Linked DNA regions of Anas platyrhynchos: region 1 is linked to region 2. Evidence: chromatin contacts called from public Hi-C data. All regions are on one chromosome and are shown on one strand. Each heading gives the region's core, a stretch centred on a gene start, on an enhancer-like site or on the middle of the called end of the contact. The rest is flanking DNA. Distances are from core to core; before and after follow the strand shown.

Region 1 (3,821 bases), core at 794-3,293, 300 kb after region 2:
TCAGTCCTTTCTCCATACTTGACATGCTGGATTTTAATTTAGAACAAATTTCTGCCCATTTAGGCTCCCAAATAAGCTGCAACATTGCTGTTATCTGCCTACAAAACTTCTCTGGGCGGAGGTTTGAGCTCAGGCCTCTGATGCGCCCTCTGAAATCACTCACAGCGGTCACCAGAAAACACTTGGAAAAGAGCTGAGGGACAAGCAGGCTGCAACGAGGGGAGGCTTAATCATTCTATTTTTATGTTATTTCCCTGCAATTTTTCAGATTTAATTTTGTTTGTTTGTGTTTTTTTTCCCTCCACTTCTCACCCAGGCACCAGCAGTTTCGGAGCCATCCCCAGAGCACGTACTTCATGGCTGGTGGCCTCGGGGTCGGGGATGAGGCTGCCTCAGACAGGAGAACCTCAACACCACCTCCTCACCACTCGTTCAGAGAGAAAGCTTCTGCTTCCTCTGCGTGGAGGTCCAGGAACATTGCCATAAGCTCTCTGTACCAGGGAGCTTTTTAGGACTCACTGGTGCTTTCGCTGCTTAGCCCTCTTCTAACCTATTTTTAACACCGTTAAGTGTCCTGGGTCTCCAGTGGGATAGCATTAAGAGCCATTAGGAAACAGTTTGTGCTATTCTATCTTTGCTTTACAGCCCTCGGGAACACTCCCCAGTGGCAAAGGAAGAGAAGCAAGGGAAATCCTATCTATATATAAACACAGCAAAGCATTTGCAGCTGGTAGTTAAGATACTGCAGTCAAATATTGAAAAATATTTACTTGCTTCACTCTTGAGTTTTTCATTTAAGTGAATTCAGGTACAGGGCCAACCGTGTACTGCCTCTGAACGATGCTCCAGCATCTATAAAGGCAGCCTTAGTCTGCATGCACCATGCACGCTCTCTGTCCAGGGACATCTGCAGCAAGATATGTGATGCTATTTTATCATCAATTTGCATGCCTCAACGTGTTACATAGGGGAGTTACTTTCTGGTAAGGAGAACAATCAACGATACGTTCACGTGAGAACAACAAAAAAGAGAGTGCAGCAACATCTGGGCACAGCACGGCCATCTATCAACCTAACGGCTGGCCCACAATGAATGCCTGTGCTCATTTTAAAAGCAGCCTTGTGGCATAAGGAAGGAAGAAACATCAGTTACTTTCTAAAATACTGTCATCGTTCTCAACTTTAACGATACAGGGAAAATTATTCAGGTCAATTTCTGGAAAATTTACCGACTTATTCTCCATACAGGGGTTTGAAAACGTGAAGATATTTAAACTGTGAAAAAGAACTCTTTGCATTTCTGGGAGACTTTTCCTGCGTGAGACGTAGACAATTTAACCCAAGGGTAAAGGCTCCAAAGACAGCCATCTCTGCTGCCTTTTGGATGATCAAATTTAGTGGAAGAACACAGATAAATTGTCATTTGCTCAGACTTGCAGATTTTCCAACTTTCCAAAATTGAGCTTTACATTGCCTCCACTGCACGTTTCACTGTCCCATGTTAGAAGATGGAACACACGCAAAAAAACACAAACCTGCAGCTTCAGGTCTCCTGAAATGACGTTTGTGAGGATCAGGAGACATCACACCATGTGTGTTCAGTCTGTCTAAGAAAGGTTTCAGTGGTAAGCAATAGCTCCTGGACAGCAAATGCCAGGCTGCTTGCTTTTCAGAAGGAAGAAGCAGAAAATAAAAAGAAGGGGTTACTCTTAATGATTTTTCATTAGCATCCAGGCACTTCCAAAAGTCCCTTGCAGTCCAGGTGTTGAACAGTACCAACTCGCCACCATCACTTCTCTAGCTTCTTTATTTGTCTTTAACATCTGCAGATGTGGTACCCAATTGCCTGTAGAATAGCACGGGTATCACCAATGAGGACATGTCTTGCAGAGGCCCCATCTGTGAAGAGGACATGGCCATGTGGAAATGCTACTGCTGAACAAGAAACTACTGAATGGAGCAGAAAATGTATGTGTTGGGAAGATGCTATTAAGGGATCCAGATGGCATTGAGATGGTGTTAGGAGCAGAGCAGACAGAATTCCAGCAAGTGTGACTAATAGGCATTGGCAAGGACATGAATTTCTTTTGAATTACTGTAACTCTACCCAGTCACTAAATCCACAGAAAACATTTAGGATTTACTGGGGTTGTAGTTTGACAGCAGAGAGAAAAAGTTCAGATTTGTTCCAGCTGAAAAGGTCCTTCAGCTGTTGCCACTTAAGTCTTCAGTGAAGTTTCTTTTTTTTTTTTTTTTAATAGATTTCTTTTATTTATAGGTTCTGAAATATTAGTTTCTGCACAGCTATCACCTTCCCTCTAAAAGGTGTTAATGCTTAAATGCTCTCGGCTTCGCTATATCCCACAGTACATGAACTCAAGAGTTTGACCACTTTTTCTCTTCATAACATCTGCAGAATATAAACAAATGTGATTTCAGAGGGAGCTGCAAGATGTGTGAGAAATGACAGCACTAGCACCAGCTTTTATTGTCTCTTCAGAAACGATGATGCTGGGAGAGAGTTTCACATTTAAAGTTATAAAAGGTCTGACGAAAGAGCACTTTGTTCTCAAGAGGAGGAGGAAAAACTGATGAACTCTTTCAAGTCTCTTGCTGAAAATTTACTTTCCATACTAAAGAAAAATGAGACAAAAGTATATTTTTAAAGGCTCTCATTCACTCACAGGAGATGAATACAGATTCAAAGGATTAATATGGATTTTTTTCCCTTTATATGTCTCCTGCTTTTGTTTTCAGAAGTTAGCTGCTAACCACAGGGTGTATATGGAAATGCCTGGAGGCTCACAGTCCATTCCTGTTCTGCAGACTCCTCTTACTGGCTTCTACTGGTTTTCCTCCATTTTTCACATTCCTTCATGACAGCAGCTAACTGGAGTGCTTGGGCTCAGACCAGATGCATCGCACTTAGGCTAATGGGATTTCAAAGACCACAAACTACAGAAATTAAAATAGCTCCATCATACTCTGTCGGATTTCTTTCCCCACTTTCCAAATTGTAAAGTTTGTGCTCTTCTTCCCCCTGTCTTCTGTCAGAATTCATTTCTGGCTGCAGCCTGTAGCTGGAAGGAGGAATGATGGAGCTCGTGTTGCTAGCTCCTCCTTAGCAGCTATGTAAAATCCAGTAAACACTTGAGGCCTGTGATGACACAGCAGGAGGGCGAGTGCAGCAGATCCAATCCTCTGCATACTGATCTCTTCCAAACTCTTCCTGTTCCTTCATCACAGCTACCCAGTCCTGCTGCATGGAGAGGGCACATGCAGCCATGACACGTAGAGGGTTCTGCCATGGAGCACAGAGAATTATTCCTGAACCCCAAACACAGGGAGAGTTATCCCCGAGTTATTACGTGTTGCTTTGACTAGGAGCCTCTTCTGTGAAGAGTGAGCTTGCCCAGGTTCACATCCAGTGCACAGAAAATGGCAGAAAGCACAAAATGAAGCTGAACCATACCCTTTGACTGCTTAAGTCTAGAACCATAATAAAACGCTTTCTTCAGACTTGATTCTGACTGCAGAGAAGGATGCGTGCTACTGGATGGAGGGTTTGAGACTTTGAAAAGAGACCTGAAGCAGCAAGAGGAGCCAACATGGAAAAATGAGCAAGCACTGGCGTCCTAGCCTCTGAGCAAAGACAGCTCCAGCTAAAAGAGAACACTTTTTCAGTCATTTACTGCTAGAAACCAAGAGCTGAGCAGTGACAAGGGTGATTAAAAACAAACAAATGCACGCTTTTCAGAGCAGCTTTGTAGCTAAATGACTAGCATCAAGGCTTGGGACAAGTATTTAAATAAGCCAGTCTA
Region 2 (3,805 bases), core at 471-2,970:
CATTCAGGAAAGGCAGCTATTACTGAAGAATGAGAACTCCATAATGAGAAGCTGCAGACAGAATTGGGAACCTGTGCTGCTAGTTTTTTCTACTTTAGGCTCGTAAGTAATATTTGACAGCTCCAGCCCTGATGGAAAGCCTCATAATCTTGTAGCTCTGTAACTTTTTGTTTTAATGCTTGACTAGTTGACGCTTTGCAAAATGCGTTTCCTTCTGCTTTCTCTCCAGCTTTGTGAAATAGTCGATAAAAACTCATTTTGTTGAAGCAAAACAAATTAAACTTTATCAAGGGCAGGTGCTGGCAAGCGCACTTGGGAGAGGGCAACTAAAGTCCATTATGGGGCTGGCATGGGTGGGGGCTGGGGGGAGGAGGCGAGACTTGAAAAGTTAAATTTATTGGAACTGAAACCCAGAAAAGGTTATCGAAGGCCAAATGTTTGATCTTGCAACCTTTAAATCAACACCAGCTGTATCAAACCTGCCATAAACACTGCAAAGCAACCCATATCCTGTAAGATACAAAATAGCAGGCCCCCAAACCACTCAGTTAGTTAAACTTACGCTGAAGAACAGATAAATGCGCATATTTTTCTGATGAACCCCTCTTCCTTCGGAACAGATTTTTACATTAATTTTACCACTATGCAAACACTGCTTAACTACGGTGATTCATCAACTCCCTGGCAACTGGCGCAGCCCCACCTACCACATTTCCCCCTCTGCCTTGGTGCCAGCGTGCTGTACATCTGTTCTTACCTCATCCTTGCCCAGTAGCACTTTTGTGGTGAGCGAAGGCCTGCCAATGTTGTCGCCTATTGTGTTGGGGTCCACATAGACGAGCGTCCCCAGCTTGCCGTACTGCGTTACCACCACAAGAATGGAGTTGGAGAATGCCGTGCACACCACCTCCGTGGGGACCCCGTGTACCACTTCCTCTCGCTGCTTTGACGTCACGATGGGATTTGCTGCCATTGCTGCAGAAAACAATAACACGACATTAGATTAAAAACACGGACCACAGGCTATAAAAAGCCTGAATCCTTTCATTCACTTGGTGTACCGGGGTTAAGTTGATTTCAGGGCGTAACAGCACCCAGAGGTGTAGGCGAAGCGGTGAGCCTGGACAGGAACAGTTGTCAACACCCAGCATCCACATGCACCTCACAGGAAGCTGAAATACAAATGCCCCCACATGGAAAAGTTGCTGTTTATAGGTTTTCACACTGCTTGCAGTTTAATGATGACTGGACCTGTCCCCACCAAGTGCAGCACGATGCAAAACCTCATGGCAGTTCCTCACGCTGACTGCCGTCAAGGGGAGCCCCCCCAAACCCCCGCACCTCCCAGACTTCAGCATTGAGTGGGCAGGCAAGCAGGAGACAAAAACACCACCAACAACAACCCAAAACTATGTATTTTTTTTAGGATTGGCCCCCCCACATCGCATCCCTCAGAGATGAGGGGAGCAGCGCTGCGCCCCCACAGGACCCTGGCTGCGGGAGGTGCCCGCTATCCCCTCACCCTGCCCTGGGCTCAGGCTGATCACAGCCCCCGCTCGGCCGCCCCTACCCTCCTCAGGCGTCGCCGCCGCCGCCGTTCTCCGCCCGGGCCCGCCCAGCCACGACAGAAGCGGCGCCTTTCCCCTCCCTCCAGCCGCCCGCGGCGCGGGGAGATGGCGCAGGGCCGCCGCCATCGCCGCCGCCGTCCCCTCAGCGCGGGGCCGCCATTAGCGGGCCGCCCGCCCAGGGAGGCGCCATCTACAGCGCACCCCCCCCAACCTCTTCTCCTCTCACGGGTCCCCCCCCAAGCCCCTTTTTGGGTGTTTTCTGCCCGTTTTTCGCTGAAAATCGCGGCTGAAAATATAGGAGGGAGTGGGATGTGCCCGTCCGTGATTGCCCAGGATGTGTGGCGGGACGGGGTTGACCTGGTGGCAGGATGGAGGCTGCTAAATTCAACCTTTAATATTTATTTATTTATTTATTTATTTATTTATTTTTCTCAAGTTTTCAGGCAGGATGTGACTGTGCCCAGCAGCTGGGGGTTGTGGTGTGGTGCTGAGTGACTGAGGACTGCAGGGCGGGTCAGCAAAGGGGACACATTCTGTCACCACACCTTTGGTTTTGGGCCATCCATGAGCTCAAGGCTGCCTTCACTTGGGTCCCGTCCTCCCCTGGCACTGGTGGGATACCTGGATTCAATGCTGATGGGAGAAACAGCGTTGTTTTTACCAATAAAATACCCTTCAAGCCGTGCCCCCTTTGGTCTTGGTTGCTGAGCAGCATGCATATGGCTGGAGCAAGTAGCTGCTGCCCACCTGTGCTATAATGGGAGATAACGGCATGTATGTGAAGCGTGCAAAAAGATATTTATGTACCATGAGCCATTCACACAAACATTTAATTTCTGTTACGTCCGTACAGTTATTTTAGTGCTAATTAGGATTTTTCTCCTTTCCTTCTTTGAATTGCTAGTGCTTATGAGTAACAATTTTGGCCAATTTATACAAAGTTCTGGAAACTGTTTTTTTCTGAGATTCACAACTTTCTGGACTTTTGCATTTGCTGCGCTCAGTGCATCTAAAATTCAATCTAAACCTTCATTTCTACTTGTTAGCTGTTCTTTACCATTCTTCATACCAGACACAAAATATCCCAGCTATGGTTGCAGGAAAAACGTCCTGAATGCTGGGTTACCTCTTCAGAAGATCACTCTTAGGAGCTCATGATATTTTTGTTTTGTATTAAAAGTTTCAGCAAAACTTTTAACTAAATTCTATGAAGAGCACATAAACTTCGTGCTGAGAATGCTTTAAGGCACCATTAGAGAGCAGTAGAGGTCCACGGAAAAAAACTTCTGCTAGAGCAGGTTATTGTGGTTAACGCAAAAGGAGAGGCTTGATACCTTTTTGGCACTCTGCACAGTCTGGCAAATAGTCTGTTTTCCAGCACTGCGAAAAACCAGCATTCCTATTTCTTGCCTACCACAATCACTTGAGGCTTTGCCTGTTTGACAGAGATAATAGCAGCTCTTGTCAGTAAAGCCTCCTGACTCATGAAGAAGTTTATTCCTGCTCTACCTTCTCTGGAGAATAATTTTACTTCAGGAAACACAAAGGACCAGATTCTTCCTGCCATCCTTGCCAGACTCTGTTTTATTTTTTTTTACATGACAGGAGGACAAAGACAGTCCACTGTAGTTCAAACTTACATGGAAACAGCTCTGTCCCTCATACTTCACTGGTTTTCATTAGGTTTGGAGCAAAGAGTTATTTTTAACAGTTTCATTTAATTGGAAGTCACATTTTGGCACGGATCTGAGGTAGGATATAGGAAACGCATGAAGCAGACAGCAAGAGGTAACTGAGCCCTGAATTTTCATCACAAAAAATAAATACATTAAAAAAATATATGGATTACTTTTAAGGAGATTGTATTTGACTGTTTTTTGTCTGACTCAGGCAGGGCATGGGGATTTGAGAATGCACACCTTGGTAGATAATGGGACCCTTCCTGTGGGGTCTGCCCGCCTGACCACCACCTGCTTCCCATCATGTTCTGGCTGAGAAAGATACGTATCTGTGCTTACAGTCTGGTTATCTATAGCACTTTTCATCCAAAGATCCCTAATCACATTGCAAACATTATTACATTTAGCTTCATGAACTCTCTTTTGACATACGAGGTTATTAATATACCCCATTTTACGGTCCAAGGGAAATAAAGAATTGAGGGAGACAGCAGCTGAGAAGCCATCACGTCCTTGGCCAGAGATTGTGCAGGATTCCAGGATCTCTTCCATTCCCAG

Evidence for each region. A called contact is a pair of places that touch in the nucleus more often than the background predicts.
Region 1: a Hi-C map of subcutaneous adipose tissue shows a contact between it and region 2, with 2.7 times the contacts expected there. The contact joins the enhancer-like site here to the promoter of PSMG3 in region 2. A contact is called at or near these places in 3 of 8 Hi-C or Micro-C datasets (liver, skeletal muscle and subcutaneous adipose tissue).

What each region holds. Positions count from the first base shown.
Region 1 is chr15:14,945,873-14,949,693 of IASCAAS_PekinDuck_T2T, forward strand. All of the region lies in intron 14 of MAD1L1 (mitotic arrest deficient 1 like 1), which reads right to left. Among named protein-coding and RNA genes, the nearest start is that of MAD1L1, 190 kb to the right of the region's middle. Within about 2 kb of position 2,044, at least 2 of the 8 cell types and tissues checked have an H3K27ac peak or open chromatin away from gene starts, as enhancers often do.
Region 2 is chr15:14,642,560-14,646,364 of IASCAAS_PekinDuck_T2T, forward strand. PSMG3 (proteasome assembly chaperone 3) reads right to left here and starts at 1,721. Exons shown (of 3, transcript XM_027469253.3): 1 at 1,571-1,721; 2 at 758-975. The coding sequence starts at 1,694.